Linked DNA regions of Triticum aestivum: region 1 is linked to region 2. The links are chromatin contacts, called in public Hi-C maps. All regions are on one chromosome and are shown on one strand. The core of a region is the stretch at or near the end of the contact, and the rest is flanking DNA. Distances in the headings are between cores, read along the strand shown.

The links. Hi-C and Micro-C count contacts between places; a contact is called where the count stands out from the background.
Region 1: a Hi-C map of leaf shows a contact between it and region 2, with 5 times the contacts expected there. The contact joins the promoter of LOC123111885 here to the promoter of LOC123111882 in region 2. A contact is called at or near these places in 2 of 5 Hi-C or Micro-C datasets (leaf and an unstated tissue).

What each region holds. Positions count from the first base shown.
Region 1 is chr5B:365,598,163-365,600,862 of IWGSC CS RefSeq v2.1, forward strand. LOC123111885 (protein ELF4-LIKE 3) reads right to left here and starts at 1,338. Exons shown (of 1, transcript XM_044532759.1): 1 at 421-1,338. The coding sequence starts at 1,100. The coding sequence ends at 738.
Region 2 is chr5B:365,217,696-365,220,395 of IWGSC CS RefSeq v2.1, forward strand. It overlaps LOC123111882 (AUGMIN subunit 5), which reads right to left and starts at 1,406. Exons shown (of 10, transcript XM_044532758.1): 1 at 710-1,406. The coding sequence starts at 1,158. It overlaps LOC123111883 (a long non-coding RNA gene), which reads left to right and starts at 1,550. Exons shown (of 5, transcript XR_006454858.1): 1 at 1,550-2,143.

The DNA of each region.
Region 1 (2,700 bases), core at 88-2,587, 380 kb after region 2:
GGAGGGATTTTCCATGTTTCTATGGATATTGAACTGTTTGGCACCCGCAAGATTTGCGAAAGTGTATGCGAGTTGAATTCTTTGTGATGTGGGTTATTTCCATGTGTTCCATGGATATTGAGCTGCTCGAAGCACGGAAATTTTCTTTGAAGAAATCGAACTAGAACACGGAGAATTTCCATGTTTGAGAATGGACGGTCGGAACAAATAAGTTCTGCAGGGATTGAAGTGCTTGCTTCCTGGGGGGAAAATCCATCCTATGGAGTTAATATTAGTCAGTTGTGAAGATCCAAATAAAAGCACACGATGAAAAAGAAGATGTGTGAAGGAGATCCATCATGGATCAGATTCTTGTACTTGATCCCTGATGATGAGCAGTAGCAGTAGCAGGATCGCTTCTCTCTCCTCTCACCAACCGACTTCACAGGACAAAGCAATCATTCCATCCGATCTGGCCTGAAAGAAAGACACCAGCGCCAGTAGGCCATACAACACACAACACAAACACAGATACATACTGATACAGCCACACACTGCTGCCTGCATCTTTGTTTCATCTCTGACAACAAGCTGACCATGTCCATATCTCTCAGCTCAACGCTAAAACAAAGAAGAAAACGAAGAAAAAGAAAAAAGGAAGTCTCAAATCTGCCTGCCGCTGAGCCCTGGCCATGGATGGCCACAGCAGAAATCTAAATCTGAACAGAGGAGAAGATGGCGCTGACGGTCTGTCTCTTCTACTGGGCAGGGCGCGGCCTCTTGTAGGCCCCCTTGGAGGCGTCGGAGGCAGCGGGGGCGGAGCCGTTGGTGAGGGAGCTGGAGAAGGAGCAGGAGAGGGCGTTGTAGAGGTCGACGACGCGGGCTATGTTGCTGTTGAGCTCGCGGATGAGGGCGACGTTGCGGCTGAGGCCACCGGCCTCGAGCGACTCCTGGTTCTGGGTGATCTCCTGGATCAGAATCCGGTTCTTCTCCAGGATCGCCTGCACCTCGGCGAAGCTCCGCTGCAGCGCCTGCACCGCCCTCCCGTTCGCCGCGCCGTTGCCCATCCCCCCGGCTCCTCCTCCGTTCGGAAGCACCTCCCGGCCGCTGCTGTTCTCCATCCTCCCTGCCCCGCTCGCCCTGATCTAATTCTGCGTGCGGGAGGAAGATGAATATCGAGGAGGGGAGGGGGGTCGTCACGCAGAGAACGAGAGAGCGAGACAAGGCGGACGGAGGAAGGGATTTGGGGGGAATATATCGGGGTCGGGGCAGGGAGAGAGATGTGTGCTACGACCTGATGAGATCCTTCGACGTGGGATGAAGAGCGCTGTAATTTAGGGGGGAAAGTGCCGATATTGCTTTCCTTCGCTTTCCCCCGTGGAGCCCTGGCTTATCTTGGCAATTGTTTCTCGATTTTTTTTGTGGGGCCTCTCCTCCTAACACTCGTTTGGATCTCCATGGCTTGTTTGCCATAGAGTGTTCTCCACAAAGGATAAATGAGGTTGATAATGTGAGGGGGTACCTGCCATGTGTTGCATTGTTCCTCGAGGCAGTGGTGGAGCTATAGCAAGAAATAGGAAAGCAATGAACAATTTTCCATGGCAAGTGCTTATCGTCAGGATCCTTCGTAATTTGCCCAGGCTATCTGGCCGACGTGGCTCCCACATGGAGAAGAAAGAAAGGGGATGACTCAGCGGCAGGCTATCAAGCCAGCGTTACATAATAAGAATAAAGTCAATGTATAAATATACCATTGATTGTCGGTGTCGTTTCCACATATGTTCGCAAGACAACAAAAGAAGGATGGAAGATCGGAGCTAGCAATGGGATGAAAGGGGTGATGAGAGATCAGATCTGACCATGGAACGGAGGAAGAATGAGAGACCGGATCAGATAGCATGAACAATGGTAGAAAGATGCTTGAACATGACCACAAATGTGATGGGGAGAAGGGCGGGCACCTAGATCCAGCCATCGAGAGGATGAATGCATCCTCTGTTCTCGATGGGACCAAATCTAAATGCGGGGATGATATGGAGCCCAGATCTGGCCATTAGTGACTGATTGCGATACTAGATCTTGATACATGGAGGATAAGGAACACGTTGACGATGTTTCACCAACGCAACAAGGCAGGATCGATACTTTGGAGGATGGTCGGCAAAATAGAAGGGAGATGTGATAGCTTGTTAGCCATAATCCTCATCGATAATCTTTTTCTTGTACTTAAACTATGCATTGCCTGTGGTCAAGAAAGGATAAATGAGGTTGATAATGCGAGGGAGGGTTCCCCGCAAAAAAAAGATAACGTGAAGGAGGGTACTTTTCATGTGTTGCATTGTTCCTCGAGGCAGTGGTGAAGCTATAGCAAGAAATAGGAAAGAAGTGAACAATTTTTCACGGCAAGTGCTTATCACCGGGATCCTTCGTAATTTGCCCAGACTATCTGGTCGTCGTGGCTCCCACATGGAGAAGAAAGAAAGGCGATGGCTCAGCGTCAGGCTATCAAGCCAATGTTACATAATAAGAATAAAGTCAATGTATAAATATACCATTGAATGTCGGTGTCGTTTCCACATATGTTCGCAGGACAACAAAGGAAGGATGGAAGATTGGAGTTGGCAATGGGATGAAAGGGATGATGAAAGATCAGATCTAACCATGGAACGAAGGAAGAATGAGAGACCAGATCACATAGTGTGAATAATGGTAGAAAGATGC
Region 2 (2,700 bases), core at 156-2,655:
TAAACTGCAACACGATATACCTATTAGCATTCAAACTCTCAAACAGATTGGTCGCTAGTCTTTGTAGCACGTGAGGAAGCTTTAGAAGCTGATGGAAAATAGAGCTAATGGCATTTTATTGATGGAACAGCATTTAGAGTGGCCATAAACTCTATCGATGCTTTACTGGCTCTACTATATGTTAGTCTTCTGTGTGGCATTCCTTCAAATAAATCAATCCTTGATCCCATTAAACTCAGCTCAAGATTCAAGAGTGACACTTCCAAGTAAAGTAGTGACAGTAGTAAATTTAAAAGTCCTATATTTTCAGGCAAGTTTACCAATAAACTTAGCAAGGTGCAAAAGCGAAAATCACAATGTAGCGTGAATATAATCCCCAAGTCTACTACGTGTAGATCTTCTGGGCGGCATCAACCTGAACATCCCCTCTGATATATCAAACCTTGTTCCCATCAAAATCCGATAGGGAGTGACACTTTCAAGCAATTCTATCGGGAGTATTTTTCATGTATTTCTACTAGCGACAGTAAAGTATAGACAGTCAGTTGGTACTAAGTCAGACGATTTTCAGGCATCCCTATCAGTAAATAGCAAGCAGCAAAAGTGAAAACCAAAATGTAGCGTCAATTAAATCCCCATATCTCCAATAGGATCGTCAAATCAAATCGTAAATAGTTCGTGCCCCCTGATTCCACCGGTATATGGGTACCTGGCATTGGAGCGCTCGCCCAGCACACGCTTGCGTTCGGCCTCCTCGCGCGCGACCTCCGCGATGCGGGCGCGCAGCTCCTTGCGCTGCCTCCGCACGACCCCGCGCAGCCGCTCCGCCTCCTCGGCGGCGAGGTCGCGCTCCCTGGCCTCGGCCTCCCTGGCAGCCGCGTCGCCTCCTCCCGCCCCGACGCCCCCCTCCCGCGCCCGCCTGGCCGCGACGCCGTGGACGAGGATGTTCCGGCGCGCCGTGGCGACCGTGCGCTCGGAGCGGACCCGGCGGAGGAGGAAGGACCAGACCGGGAGCATGTTGCCGCGGCAGATCTTGCGCAGCTGCTCGGGCGCGGGCGGCGCGGAGGGGTAGCCCATCTCGTCCTGCAGCCACTCGATGATGGCGTCGGGCGACACGCCGCCGGGGCCGGTGCTGCCGGAGACGGAGGAGGCGGGCATCGCCGGCCGGCGGGTGGGGAAACCCTAGGCGCCCGATCTGACGACGAGGGGTTGGGTCGGCGGTGGGTAGTGGAGGGAGGGAGTGGGAGTGGTTTTTTTGAAACTTTCTCCTGGGCTCTTGTTTGGATCTTTGTGGTGGGGAGGGACGGCGTCACGGCGCCGGCGCGGGACGGCTGTGTTTGGTCGTCGCGGACAGCAAATGGACGAGGCTCCCCGTGACGGCCGTCCGAACTCCGAACAGGGGAGAGGAGAGGGTGGTCCAGTGTTTCGAAATGTTATTCAGACGGACCGTGTTCATAGCGCAAGCAAACTAAGACGGAATAGTCGTTGTCAAAAAAAAAAACTAAGACGGAATAGTCTCTACTCCTAATGTTTCACTTGATGTAGGATTGCCTTCACGGTTTTTTTCGTCTACCATTTTTGTCCGGGTTTTTTTCGTCTCGCCTCCCATCACCACTAGCGCACTGGTTTTTCGGCATCCCACTAAAAATCACCCCGTGCGCTCGATCCTTTTCTTAGGGTTGCCCGCCTCCACCGCCAATGTCTTCCTCCTCCGCCGCCATCTACCGCCTCCGCCGAGATTCGAGCTCCCCCACTTGTGGGCCGGGGCCGCCGCCGCGGAACCCCGGGGCAAGGCAGGGTGTGGCCACGTTGCGAGCAGCGAGGAGCGGCGCAAGGTCGTGCCCTGCATCGAGGAGGAGCTCAGGTATTTTCAACCTCATGTGCGTGCTAGCCTCAGACGCCGATGCCCAGCTAGGGTTCTCACCCGCCGTCGCTTCCCTGTTGCTACCTCGCCACCCGATGCCCTCCACGGACACCACCACCATGATGGCGGAAGGAAGAGCAAGAGGGGGTCGTCGAGGCTGGGTGCCGCTGTGAGGATGTTGGCGCCTGTGCGCGGTGATGGCATTGTGGCGGATGATCATCTTCCCGGGGAGCCACGTGATGGCCGTCGTCTCCACCCACGGTCGCGCCAACAAGACAAGTACGCCGCCGTGCCCTCGACATATTCCCTACTCCTGTGCACGTATGGTCAAGCATGTATAGCTTATCTTGCGCCACACGGCCTTGGCAGATCTCAGTGAGATGGACTCTAGAAATTCCTCTATGAATTTGGAACCTATAAAGGGGATTTAACTTTTAAGAAGCATAGAACGTTGTGCTATTATGCATTGTCGTGATTTGGTCTGGGTGAAGTAATATATTGGGATCTTTGTGGAGGAGAATATATTGCTTCTTCTTATATTGGAACAACTGAGAGGAGCAAGGGTTGTAATATCAACAGCTGATCACGCTCTAGGCTGTGGCGAGAGTTTGTGTATATCTCTTTAGTGTCAACCTCATGTGCGTGCTAGCCACGTTCTGCCGCCGCGGGCACCCTATTTGCTTTGGTATGATCCATGGAAGCACTTAGGTGATGTTCTGGTGATAAAAATGCTACTTAAAATGTTGAAGGTTTGTGATTTCTTACCAAGTTATATGCGGTTCTAACCCAACTGGCATGGTGATGATTTCTTCTCTTTGCTTTTCAGTTTTATACCG